2 separate regions of the Sus scrofa genome follow, and region 1 is linked to region 2. A link is a contact called in public Hi-C data. All regions are on one chromosome and are shown on one strand. Each heading gives the region's core, a stretch centred on a gene start, on an enhancer-like site or on the middle of the called end of the contact. The rest is flanking DNA. Distances are from core to core; before and after follow the strand shown.

Region 1 (6,836 bases), core at 4,139-6,638, 180 kb before region 2:
TGTCCAGGTTTTCTTTTTGACAGAAGGAAAATAGCTTCAGAGTTCACATGTGCATCCTTGTGTTTCTAGTTAATTGATTTTAATTTGATTCTCTCTTTTTTAAATCTTTGTAAGTGAAGGATGCCCTTTCCATGCTGTAGATAATAGCCTTACTTTTTTTTTTTTTTTTTTTTGTCTTTTTGCCTTTTCTAGGGCCGCTCCCGCAGCATATGGAGGTTCCCAGGCTGGGGGTCTAATCGGAGCTGTAGCCACTGGCCCACGCCAGAGCCACAGCAATGCGGGATCCGAGCCGCGTCTGCCACCTATACCACAGCTCATGGCAATGCCGGATCCTTAACCCACTGAGCAAGGCCAGGGATCGAACCCGCAACCTCATGGTTTCTAGTCGGATTTGTTAGCCACTGCGCCACGACTGGGAACTCCTAGCCTTACCTTTTACTTGCCTGCTTACAACACACATGTCAGAAAAAGAAAGTCATTTGTGACATCGAGCCATGGCCAAGCAGTTAGGTGCATGTACCATGTTTCTTTTGGGTTCACAACATGGGATCTTACCTCAAACCTGTTGTCCATTTGAGTTTGAATTTTCAACAATTCTGGAAGTGCAGCTGTGTTTCGTCCTGTCATAGCCACGAGCCACGTTAGCTGCAGGGAGGGGGGCTATATGAAGTGACACGGCGGTAAGATGGGCCTCCTGAATTAGGTCGACCAGGGTTATGCCATCTGCACTTCTGTAACCTTGTATAAGTCAATGAACTTCTCTGAGCCTCAGCTTTCTCCTCTGCTAAATGGAGGAAATCATGTATTCTGTATCTATTAAAGAGCACATACATCCAAAAACCCCTAACTGCCTGTCTATCAAACTGTTGTATTTGGAATGGATGGGCCATGGGGTTCCTACGGTGTAGCACAGGGAACCAGGTGTGATGGGGTCACTTTGCTGTACAACGGAAATTGAAGAAATATTGTGCATCAGCTATACTTCAATAAAAATGTTTAAAAAAGAGCATTTATAGGAATTACCATCTTCAGGTAGTGAAGCTATGTAAAACGAGAAAAGCGTCTTTTGGGTAATGCTGGATTAAACTCAAATAAAAGTTAAAGTCAAATTAAAGTTGAGCAGATTTCTTCATCGCAGAGCTTCTTGAAGTTGATACAATAACATGAATATCCAGTGGAAGTATGGACTACACTGATTACCCTGACTTATTTGGAGACCCACAGAATACATATTTAGAAGAGTTTACCCCCTTCCTAATGTGGCAGTGATAATGGAGCATAATAACGCACATCACATGTTCAACTCAGAATCTCCTGCATAATAAGGGCTGACAACGACTGACCACATCCTTGTGCCAAGTGCTGCCAACGTGGCTGTGTTGAACTGTCCTCACAATAATCCCCAGAGGAAGGAGGCATCCCTGTTCTTTCCTTATAGGTGAGGGAAGTGGAACCTATAGATGTTGGCCAACTGTCCAGAGTTATATGACAAGAAAGTGGTAAACGTGGGAGTTTTCGAGTCCACAGAGTCTGTCTGATCACACTTGAATAGGTGCGGGTTCCCTGGCCTCTTCTCCTTAGCTAGCCCTGGGACCAATTTCCTATGCAAGCTACTGGCAGGGTGGGCATCAAAGTCAAGGTCCCCCTGAAGAGCACGATCTTCCTTTAGAGCTTATCCAGAAAAGTTGTTAGACAACTCCAGGCCCCACATTCAACCAGCCATTCTTTCAACGAAGATAAGTTAAGTGCTTAGTGTATACCAAGTGTTCTAGGTAATGTGTATGTGGCAGTGAATGAGGCAGACAAAAATCCCTGTGCTCAGGGAGGTTATACTCTACTGTGAGACCAAAACAGTTAGATAAACACACAAAAATCATGGTAATAAGTGCTGTGTAGAAAAAGAGTGACTTTTTTTTGGTGGGGGTGATGGTGGTGGTTGCAGTTCTTTTTTTTTTTTTTTTTTTTTTTTTGTCTTTTTGCCATTTCTTGGGCCGCTCCTGCGGCATATGGAGGTTCCCAGGCTAGGGGTCTAATCGGAGCTGTAGTCTCTGGCCTAGGCCAGAGCCACAGCAACGCAGGATCCGAGCCACGTCTGTGACCTACACCACAGCTCACGGCAATGCCGGAACTTTGACCCACTGAGCAAGGGCAGGGATCGAACCCGCAACCTCATGGTTCCTAGTCGGATTCGTTAACCACTGAGCCACGACGGGAACTCCTGCAGTTCTAATTAGGGTCACAAAAGGAAGCCCAGGTGAGATGGTACCAATTGATCAAAGACCTTCAGGGAGGGAGAAAAGAAGCCATGACATCATGGGGGACGGAGCTCCAGGCTGAGGGAGTAGCAAGTGGAAAGATTCTGAGGAAGGGGCAAGCATGGTGGGTCGAGGGCATTGCAACAGGCTCTCTCTTTCCCTACTTTAATTCTGATGTCATGCAAAGGCATGTGGTCAGACAGACACAGATCAGTCTCTCTCTTAGACCTTTCTATGCTGCTTAGAAGTGGTAGAACTGCACCACTGAACTTATTCTTTAACCAGAGCAGAGATCCGTCTTGGGAATATGAACTTTGAAACTAATGGGAAAAAAACCTCTAAAGCCAAGACAATTTTGTGATATATTTTCTTTCTTCTTCTTTTGGCTGCACCACAGCAGATGGAAGTTCTGGAGCCAGGGATCAAATCTGAGACATAGCTGCAACCTACACCACAGCTGTGACAACCCTGAATCCTTAACCCACGACACCACGGTGGGAACTCTGTGTTATATCTTTTATGTGATTGCATTTGAGAATTTCTGATATAACCAAATTACTGCAAAATTTTCTAAAGTTCATGGTGATTAATAAGACATCATTTATGAAAGCATTTACAAATTGTTAGGTAAGCAGCAAGTATAAGGGATAATGTCTATTTTTAAAGAATGAAATTTTAAAAATTGCTTGCTATGTTACCTTGGCTATAAATTTGAATATATTTTTAAACCCCTAGGATTTACTAGTAATTTAAAGATGCCTTCCTCCATTTTCATTTTAAACGAAGTATTTCAATAGATTGTCTTTAACACATGCTTTCTTTTCCATAATATATATTTTTGTAGGACCATGTTCAAGTTAAAGAGAACTAAATACATTCTCTAAATACATTTTACCTTCATAAACTTCTGATGGGCTACAAATTGGTTCAACCTTTCTATTAAACAATTTGGCAATATATATCAAGAGTTGGCAAGAAATGTATATCTTTGGCCTTGAAATTTCTTTCCTAAGGATCCTGAGAACATCGTAAGCAATAAGGAAAGGGATCATTTGCAAGGACACTTAACCCAGCATTATTTATATTAAAAAAATTGCAAATGACACTGCTGTGTCAATTACAGTATATCATACAAAATTGATCCATTTAGAATCTTTGCATAGAATTTTAATAGTATAGGAACTTGCTTATGACACAAAGTTAAGAGGAATAAAAGTAGGATCAAAATTGTGGATAGGGAGTTCCCTTCGTGGCGCAGTGGTTAACGAATCCGACTAGGAACCATGAGGTTGCGGGTTCGGTCCCTGCCCTTGCTCAGTGGGTTAACGATCCGGCGTTGCCGTGAGCTGTGGTGTAGGTTACAGACGCGGCTCGGATCCCACGTTGCTGTGGCTCTGGCATAGGCTGGTGGCTACAGCTCCGATTCAACCCCTAGCCTGGGAACCTCCATATGCAAAAAGACAAAAAAAAAAAAAATAAAAAATTGTGGATAAATGTGGTCTAATATAGGTAAAACGTAAAATGCATAGCAAAATATAGCTAAATGTTGGCAGTGACTGAATCTGAGTTTGGAGATTTGGGTGTATTATTTTGCATCTTTTCCATTCCCTAATGTTTGTCACAATGAGGCATTCAACCCTAATCTCACCCTCTGTTACTTGGTCTCGGTAACATTTCACAATTGTTGACATAACCACATATTAAAAATTCTTTTCTCTGTTCCTTGTCAACAATGGATGACATCAGTGATGTCTCAGCAAACAAGGAAGCTTACAATCAGTTGTCATCATTATAAAGCTGAAAACCATGACCAGAAAAGAACTTTCACACTATAACCCAAAGAATCCCTCGGTGGCCTTATTTCAACACCAGTACATGCTTAGAAGGTGTGTTTTGAGAGATTTATGTCTTAAATGACCCATTGGATTTCTGACCTCACTTTCCTGTCTTTTTCTTTCCTTTTTTTAATGATTTTTATTTTTTTCCGTTATAGTTGATTTACAGTTTTCTACTGTACAGCAAAGTGACCCAGTCACACACACACACACACACGCACATGCACACATATGTACACATTCCTTTTTCTCACATTATCATGCTTCATCACAAGTGACCAGATATAGTTCCCAGGACTGTACAGCAGGATCTCATTGCTTATCCATTCCAAAGGCAATAGTTTGCATCCATTAACCCCAGATTCCCAGTCCATCCCACTCCCTTGGCCATCAAAAGTCTGTTCTCCAAGTCAATGAATTTAACTTTCCCATCTTTTTTAACAAAGAAGATAAACTTTACAATGAAACATGAGTAAAACCTAACTATGTTTGTATTTCCTGTCGTGGCACAGTGGTTAACGAATCCAACTAGGAACCATGAGGTGTGGGTTCGATCCCTGGCCTTGCTCAGTGGGTTTAGGATCTGGCGTTGCCGTGAGCTGTGGTGTAGGTTGCAGACGAGGCTGGGCTCCCGTGTTGCTGTGGCTCTGGAGCAGGCCAGCGGCTACAGCTCCGATTAGATCCCTAGCCTGGAAACCTCCGTATGCCAAGAGAGTGGCCCTAGAAAATGGCAAAAAGACCAAAAAACAAACCAAAAAAAAAAAAACCCCTCCCCCCCCAAAAAAAACCCACCTAACTATGTTTGCTGTTACAACATAACTTGAGAGAAGTTCTGGGAAGTATATTGTAATAGGTCAGCTAGCTCTTATACTTGAGTTACAAAGTATGTAATAAGTAAATACGCCTTGGACTAAACCAAGATTTTCTTGCTTATTCAAAGGAAAGATCCCATGTCAGGCTACTGGGTGCTCTTATTTCTTCCAGTCTTAGACAGCATCTGTACAGCAGTATCTTAGGAATCCATCGGAAATTACCTCCAATTGCTTGTAAATTGGCCCTTACTTTGTTCCAAATTCAGTCTAGAATGTTCTCAGGGCAGAATGGCTCCACCAAATGACCAAGCCTGAAACAGCTGCACTCTTAGCACTAATAGTCTTAGCATTCTTAGTCTCTTCGGCCAACCCGTCATTTTTCACCATTTTTTTTTTTTTTTTTGGAGTAATGACAAATGTATGTGCCTCCCCCACCAGAAACAGAAGCTACAATGTTAAGTCTCCCAGCCAAGACCATGCAGGAGACAGTAATTTATATGTCTTTAACAGTATGTGCCACATGCCTTCAAAAAAATCTACTATTCAGTTCTTATCAGGCAAACTACACAAATAGGAGTTTTGTTTCCTGTTATTGCAGTACTTGTGGAGTTGGAGAAATGCTCTTGATTTCCTTTCATAAAGTTTTCTTTCTGAAACAATCAGGATTGTAGTAAACACTGACCCAAAAAAGAGGGTTCATTTCATGAATTTCCAGTAATGCCAGTGCTCCGAGTATTGTTTTTGTCGTAAAAGATAGGAACATTTAATTATTAATGTCAAAAGGATATTTCATTTGTTTCAACAGCTGATATTCTCACCAAGGATTTCCCATATCCTGGGCACTGCCGTGTTCCTGGAGGCACAGGTGGGCCATGCCATATACTTTCTGAGCCCACTCCCTCCAAGACCAAGTTCATGAGCTTAGACATGACTTACCTAGTGCATGGCAATGTGAAGTAATGTGAAGTTATCCTGAGCTTTCTACACTCTTAACAGCACTGAGGAATTTTAGGTATTTTCTGCAGTGTTTGTTCTTAGTGGGGGGTATGGCCACTGCATCATTGTATGTTCTCATAAACGGTCTGAGTTTTCTCCTTTAGTCTCTTGACTCCCCCCCAAAGTTATGTGAATCTTACTGGAAGGCATGGGCCAGCTCTTGGCCTTAGTCCTAATGTCCTTGTTGCCTCTAAGTGGACCTGGCGGGGTTCCTTGGCTCTATGACATTTTAGAGCTGTTAACTAGCTGCAAAGGCTGCAAGCCCCTCATGATCTAGTCTGCCTGGTTACAGGTTTCGTCAGCACCAGTTGCATTTCTCCCTCCCTCTGCATGTGCCTAATGTTGAGATTTGCATGGGCACTTGGTCAAAGCCTTGCCACTCTGCTCTCAGCTAAATTCTCCAAAAACCAGTCTTCGTCTTCCTCCAAGGGCTTCGCCAGATGTCCCTCTTTCTCCTTCTACATTCTGTACAGTTTCACCACCTTACACAAATGTCCCCTTAGCCAAATGGGACCCCACCTTTTCTCACACAATATTTGGCATGCACTTTTCTTTGTCCACCATGGAGCTCAGGTGACAGGAAAAAATACAGGTGATGGCTATTTTACTGGGGGAAAAAAATCCTTTATGATTTCTTCCTTCCAAATCACATATTTACAATGTAAAACCTTCCGTTTGCTGCTCACATTCCAATCTTCATATCAGAATTAAATAGTCCCACCCACTGGTTTGAAACCAGTCACATCTATCCTGCTTGCTTGCTCCCCTACCCCTTGTTTCCAGGAATGCAGGTCCTGACTTTTTCTCCAGGAGCTCAAATCCCTATCTTGATAACCAGCCTGGGAGGCCAGTGTTTCTGGGAGCAGGGTCTTGCTTAGATGTCATGGGGCCTGGAAACAGCCAAGTCCAAGCTATAGCCTGGGTCCTTTTCACTGCCA
Region 2 (7,214 bases), core at 1,202-3,701:
ATTTCCTTTGGCTATTGGTCATCTCTTGCCATAATGGGGCACCACAGGCACAATCCGTGTGTTTTTATTTGTGACTCTTCTGATGATGGACTAGCTTTCAGGGGGGTCAGGGTGGGGAACTGGAAAGCTAAGGAGAGTGTTTCTGTGGCTGTCTTGAAATAGGCTTTTCCAAAGGACAAGCCCAGAGGAGCCAGGACACCCACGTCCTAGGTCTCCGTCTGCCATATAGGAATTTATCACAAGTGACTTGAACATTGTGGGTCTTAGTTTTTCTGCAAGTACAAGGAGAAGATGGGACTCTAACTTCCTATAATCCCTTCTGCCTCTTCAGGCTCCACCCTCCCTTGGGAAGCACAGGTTGGACTAAGCCACCTAGGACCTCAGCAGTGTATTCCCTGAGCCAGGCAGATCCCAAGGAGAAAAGAGCCCCCCACCCCCCCCACCCCCACCCCAAAGCCCCAGAGATGTCCAGCAGGCCCCTAAGGGGCACTTTCCCCATGGAGGCCCTTTGGCATGGCCAGCAGGGTCCAAACCAAAAAGGAAGGAGCGTAAGTGGGCTCCAGGCGCCCGTGAAGCCAGGGCAGGGAAGACTAGAGTAACGGTGCCCTCTAGGGACTCACTCTGGAGTGTTGACCCAGATGATGTCCAGGTGGCAGAAGTAGACACACTCTTTATCCATCAGGGAAGAGCAGGAGCAGCGCTTGGACCGACGGGGCCTCCAGGATGCATGGGGAGAGGGCGTCTCCCCTTGGCTCTCGGCTCCCGGGCTGAGCTCGGCGCCCAGGACCGCTGGGGAGAGAAAGAGCAGGTCAATGCGAGGTGTCCCCTCAGAGGCCCGGAGGCACACCGGTCCCAGTCTCCACGCCAGATCTAGCCGAGCAGATAAAAGCAGAGGAAGCACACAGCCGACCTTCAGCAAGAAACATAACGTGCCCTCCTTAACGTGACTTCATTTTTATCACCACGGGCTTCGCCACCTTCAGAGAGATGACGCAAATACAGGGGCTTACCAGCCCAGGAAATGCTTGGAAATACTGCCTATTAGAAATGTGAATTGGCTTCAGCATAGACCTTAGTAACAGTACAACCTCCAGTGTCTTGAAACTGGCTGATGACCAAGAACCTAAAACTAAATAAATCAGACTGTCTTTTCCTAAATCAGAAATGAGAGCTGAGCTTCGGTTTAGGGGAGAAGCCGCCACCTCACACCTGGTATGAGGCAGGGAGGAGCCCAGGTGGTACACACTTGTTGAAATGAGGAGGTGGTCCTGAGCTTTGGGGAGGTGAAAGGAGAGAGGGAAGAAAAATCCACTCTAAAATATTGATTTCAGGCAGTAAGTGCCAGAGAAACCACTAACCTAAGGGGAAGTTCAGCAGCAGCTCGGGGGACCCAGTCAAGGTTCTGCAGGCTTTGGAATTCGAGGAGCGGTTTGGGATACGTGGGACCTGCTGCCTCCCCGTCCCCACTGCCTCCTCTTACTGACGAGTTAGCCCTGCAGCTTATCAGCCTGATTTTGTACATTTCAAATGATCAGACACATTCCAGGATTTTCATCCCTTACGTCTTTTCTCTTTAGTCGGGGTCACCAAAAGACAAAAAAAGTGTCTTGACCCTAAAAGAAGGGACCAGGCAGATGCATACATACTATCTAAATCCTTAAGCAGCCAAGATTTATCCTAGCTCCCTCTCCCAGGACAGGTGAATACGACTGGAAATAGAGCCCACACTGTTTTGAGTGCCAAAAACCTGCCAAAAAGAAACCTAAAGTCAATAATGACAAAGTTTAAAGAAAACATCTGCTTCACCCGAAACTGCCTGGGGGGGGCGGTTCATTAGACTGTTCTGCGCATGATTTTCCTACTCATATATTGCTTGAATGACTCAAATAAAATTCCTTGGCTTCAAGCTGAAATGTTTAAATATTTTACGCATTAACACACTATTAAAAGAGTATTTGAAGAAGATATAAATCCCTATACTTCTTAGTACCTGTATGACCACATACACTGCAAATCCATTTGGCTAAGTTATATATCTTATCTTCAATTGAGTTACATTTTTTAAAGCCAAGGAAATACACTAGGCAATGATAACAGTGTGATTTTAATGCTACGGGAGCAATTGTCTTCAGAGGATTTTTTTTTTTTTTCTTCCACTAGAAAACTTAAGCAAGCTTTGAGCATTCATTCTCCTACACCTGATATCTGAGCAGCAGCCATAAAAAGAAGTGGGGGTTGGAACAGAAGCAAGAAAAGCATTAAAGTGGAGAAAAAACGTCAGTGTTCAAGGATTTACAAGGCAAAGTGCCTACCTGTTTCTGGAGCTCCTTGGAAAGCCACAAACAGCAGAGCGATAATCATGGGGAAATAATCCATTCTGAAAAAAAAAAGGATCAAAATCCTCCCCCTGCGAACTAAACCCGAAAGCGGGGGGAAAAAGGCAGAAAAATGGCTTCGGTTCCTTCCAAGCGCTTCGGGTTATTCAGATCTCAAAATGATCCTTCAGCCTGAGTGCTCTTTAATCGGGAGAAGGAAGTTTCTGCCGGGAGAGAAGGCAGTGGGAGCGGTCCGAGGACGCACGCGGCGGCGGTGGTGGCGCGCGGGGACCGCAGTGGAGACCGGGGACCCGGCGGCGCTGGTCTCAGCGCAGAGGCAGAAGCGCGTCTGACCTGGACAGCTCTCTCGGCCGGCTTTTTATATTCAACCCCTATAGAGTGGGGGTAAACAGCTCCAATTTTATTCCAGCCCCAGACAATGTTATTGTGTCATTAGTCACCACCAGGCAACGTGCAGCCGGAGATAAGGCCGGGCTCTAAAGGAAATCACTGCTAACTTCAGAGGCAGACGCCCGCCGTCTGACAATTCAGGGGCAGGGCTAAGAAAAAGAAAATACCCATTAGAGACCTTTGGTAAACCTGCCGGTGCAGCGCTGCAGCCTGCTTCCCCTTTGCAAGCTGCCAGCCCCGGAGTTCAAGAATCAGCAGAGGGACTCCAGAAAAGTCATACCATTGGTATGAAAAGTATGAGCTACAGTTTAAATAGATTGTATTGTTGTGTGCGGGGAATTTTTTTTTTTTTTTTGAATTGTTGTTCGCTTCATTTGCCTTTTATGTCGCTCCGATTCCTCAGTGCTGATCAGACAAGGGAACGCTCCCCCTCCTCGCGCCCCCCTCCCGACTCGGGGTCAAATGATTTTGGCAGATCCACGCGCTTTTCTGACTTCTAAGCACCCCCCTCCCCCGCCCAGTCTGTTTTGCTCAAGTTCTTTGCGTCCACAGTGAGAAAGATCGGAGAGGGATTGGCAAGGAAAGGAAGTTTTTTTTAAAAAAATCCTTTAAGGCACATACCCAATCCTTTCGATATTGCTGATTAGGAGCCCCCATAAACGTTTTTGTAATGCGTGCCCACTCTCCTTGGCTTTGCCCATCGCCCCACTTCCAGGGTCACCAATCTTAAGAAATAGCGTGAAAGGAACGCCAGGGGGCGACGAAGAGCTATGGGGGGGCGCGGGGGGAGCTGATGTTTTGGCCAAAAATAACAGCCTGAGCTTCCAAATAACAGAAGGAAACAGGCACCTGAGGTGGGAGCTTTGGAAGGGAAGGGCTGGCGCCTGGCACAGACCGCGGGATGCCCCTCAGAATATTCCATTTACTTCCTACGCGGGACATCTTTTCTGGGTCTTGGGTGTTTTCCTTTGGCCTTTAAGTCAAAGGGGTGTTGGGTGAATAGGCGATTTGGGTGATGTTGGGAAGAGAGAAATGCCCGCACTGAATGAGGGATCAGATCATACCTCACATTTAATAATGTGTTTACTTTTTCAATAGCAGTTTCCTGTCTGTGTAACCATGAAATAACCTGAGGTTCCCCCCAGGGCAGTTACCTTGCAGGAGACAACATGCTGTCATGTATAATGCAAACCGTGAATATAAGACCCGTGGCTTTTTCAATTAGCCTCATTTTGCAAGTGGGGAAACTGAGGCACCCGGAATTTCCATGGTCCATCCAAGTCCTCAGTGTGGCTGAGTTAAGGTCCTTGGGAAAAATTTAGAGCATCTGCGCTGCACAAGAAAAAGATGTGTCTGCTCGGGGCTCCCAGGGAGCTGGCTAAAAGGATGCTTCTTCCATTTCCTCTTAGTGTTTTATTCTAGCCCCACTCCCTCCACCCCCTCCCGCAGCAGGGATTCAAATGTGGACTCATTTCAGGAGGAATCCTCAGGAGGAACCCGTTTCCTCCTCCTTCTCTCTGCTTACTCTTCACCTCTGGAAGCAAAAGGACAGATTTTATCCCAACACCTAAGCTGTGGGCCTGGGCACAAGCTTGGTCACCCCTGGGCCTTCTGGAAGTCACAGTGGGAGAGACAGTAAGAGTAGCAGTGGCGGATCAATGAGATGTGTCCCCTAAATCAGCCACTGCAGCTAAAGCTGGAGATGAGGTGGTCCAGGGACCCTCCCACATACACACCAAAGAGGCCTCCACCCAGTACCCCCCGGGGGTCTCTGCCTGGGCCCTCTGCCTCCTCCTCCTCCCTGAGCTCACCTCAGCCCAGCCCTGGGGGCCAAGAAGGGCACAGCGCCCCCTTGGACTGGGCTGCACCCAGCAGGGAGACAGCTCTGCCAGCCTCATCTGGCCAGTGTGCCCCCACCTCCCCACAGAACCCAGGAGAGGAGACTTGATATCACATTCACAGGGTCCAAGCTCCCCCACCACCACCAGGAAGGGAGAGAATGACCTGGGAAATGTGTCTTGGCAGAGATCTCCCACCAACTTTTTTTTTTTTTTCTTAGCCTCCTGGAAATTTTAACAAAGCCCTGGCCATGGTCAGGACCAGCCTGCCCTAAGCTCCTTCCAGGAAACCACCACCCAGCCCCTTCCAGTCCCTCCAGATCCAGCCTGGGCTACCTTCCCGCAGGAAAGCCCATCTCTCACTGCCACCCCACCGTGGTGAGGCTGCAGGTGCCAGCAGTGCCCCACCGTCCAGTGGAGAAGGGAAGAGCCATGAAACTGCCCACACAGCTTCCCACAGCCCTCCCTCCTGTGTCACCCTGTGAATTGTTTGAATTAAAATACAAAGAGTGGGCAGCAGAGACTCACCCCCCCCCCTCCAGCCTAGGCCTTCTGTTCAAGTCCATGCACAGGTTTCAGACCTGGAGGCTCCCGAGATTCTACGGACCATTTGCCCCATCCCTTGGAGTCTTGGGTTTCCAAGATGCACACGCACATGGGCGTGCCTATGCATGCTGGTGTGTCTTGGGGCCATGGTGGCATCTGCCTCCCTGTCCATGGCTCCAGCTCCTGCTCTTGCCGTAGGCTCTTTTCTGCCTGGGGGACAAAGTGGGGGGAGCCCCTTTCAAGTGCAGAGAAAGCAGCTATGGCCCTGCCAGGCAGCTGCCCAGCAAAATATGTTGCCAAGATGCACCATCGGGAGGGAGGAAGAGCCCTAACAAACCAGTTTTACAAGCTAGAGGCTCCCACTGCTCTTCCACTGGAAGCATTGCTAGGGAGGGAGGGGGAGGGGGGTTAAAGGAGCTGGACCCAGAAATAAAGGAGAGAGCCCACCTCTATCCACAGCCCCCAGCCCAGCCCTCCAGGACCTCACAGGGGAAAGGCTTTTTGCAGCCAGAGTCCTCCCCAGAGCGGAAGGGGAAGCGGAGGCCAGAAGACTTAAAGAAGATGGCTTTTTTTCCCCAGTGGAACAGTTTTCTGTTGCTGTTCTTGCTGTTACACTTGGACACTGGAAACTATTTGATAAAGCTGTTTCTTATGTGTTTCTTTCTGTATCTCTTGCTATGTATTAATAGATATCTATAAATAAAATACCCTGGGCCCCAAATCCCAGATACTACACAGTAGCAAAGTGTACTGTTTTTAGCGGTCCTCAGCTTTGCTCCTTTCTCAATTTTGCGTAAGACTGTTTGCAACTTTGCCAAGCCAATAAACCTGGGCTGAGATGTGGCATTGAGCTCAGCAGAAAGAACAGCCATGAGGTTGCTGGATGAGAGAGCAGGAAGAACAGAGGGCCAGCTTAGTGTGGGCACGGTGAAGCTCTAGGCCTGGCTCAGTCATACATTGTTGACTGGTTTATGTTCCTACTTTGCATAAGACTGTTGTGAAAGATTTGTGCGCTTCAGACATTACCCCATGACATATTACACACCTCGAGGAGTCATGAACAAACACAGCCTCTCTCTGTGTCCACAGTGTAGAGGTATTTAGCACAGGAAATGAGATGATGCTCAAGAGAGATGCATCCTTTGCATGGAAAAACATAGAGCCCATCTCCAGAAAGGATAAAGAAGATGTGATAAAGAAAGGCGCATTAGTCAGCCATCAATGGCATGACAACATAGATGGACCGAGAGGGTATCATGCTAAGTGAAACAATTTGAACAAAGAAAATACCCATCTGGTCTCACACGCGGAATTAAACAACAACAACAACAACAGCAACAAAAATAACGAAACAAAAAGAGACTCATAAATACAGAGAACAAACTGGTGGTTGCCAGGAGGAAGTGGAGAGGATGCTGAATGAAACAGGTACACACTTCCACTTCCAGTTACAAAAGAAATGTCTCGGAGATGTGGTGTACAGCATAGAGAATACAGACGAGAGTAACTTTGATGAGAGCTTTGTATAGTGACAGATGATAACTAGACGTATCGTGGTGATCATTTTGTCATGTACGAAAATATCAAATCATGGGATTCCCACTGTGGCTCAGCGAAAACAACCAGACTAGTATCTAGGAGGATGTGGGTTCAGACCTCACTCAGTGGGTTAAGGATCTGGCGTTGCCGAGAGCGGTGATGTAGGTCACAGATGCAACTCCGATCCTGAGTTGCTGTGGCTGTGGTGAAGGCTGGCACCTGCGGCTCCAATTCGACCTCTTGCCTGGGAACTTCCATATGCCGAGGGTGTGGTCCTTCAAAAAAACAAAAAAAGAATTAAGTCCTGGTTTAATTCTACTCTCTGACCTCTACCTTCAAGATAATCTCCAAATATTCCCCAACGAAACTCTCATATTGATGCATTTCAAAGATACAGACATTCCGGCATCTAGAATTTTGAAAAACAGGTAATTCACATCCCAAAAATTCCTAGTTCATACTTCCCCACGGTTTATTTCGTCACTGTTTTGGCAGTTGTCTTTTATTTTGACCATCTATCCCTAATTTAAACATCCTCTCTGAGTGTTTACACACACACACACAC

What was found. Hi-C and Micro-C count contacts between places; a contact is called where the count stands out from the background.
Region 1: a contact with region 2 is called in a Hi-C map of liver, with 6 times the contacts expected there. The contact joins the enhancer-like site here to the promoter of EDN1 in region 2. A contact is called at or near these places in 1 of 5 promoter capture datasets (liver), 6 of 47 Hi-C or Micro-C datasets (alveolar macrophages, fibroblasts, heart right ventricle and 3 more) and 1 of 2 datasets of contacts at active chromatin or transcription factors (alveolar macrophages).

What each region holds. Positions count from the first base shown.
Region 1 is chr7:8,930,708-8,937,543 of Sscrofa11.1, reverse strand. No RefSeq gene overlaps it. Among named protein-coding and RNA genes, the nearest start is that of PHACTR1, 170 kb to the left of the region's middle. Within about 2 kb of position 5,388, at least 4 of the 83 cell types and tissues checked have an H3K27ac peak or open chromatin away from gene starts, as enhancers often do. A contact at or near this core is called in liver, where this site is marked.
Region 2 is chr7:8,747,255-8,754,468 of Sscrofa11.1, reverse strand. It overlaps EDN1 (endothelin 1), which reads right to left and starts at 2,451. Exons shown (of 5, transcript NM_213882.1): 1 at 2,313-2,451; 2 at 621-789. The coding sequence starts at 2,376.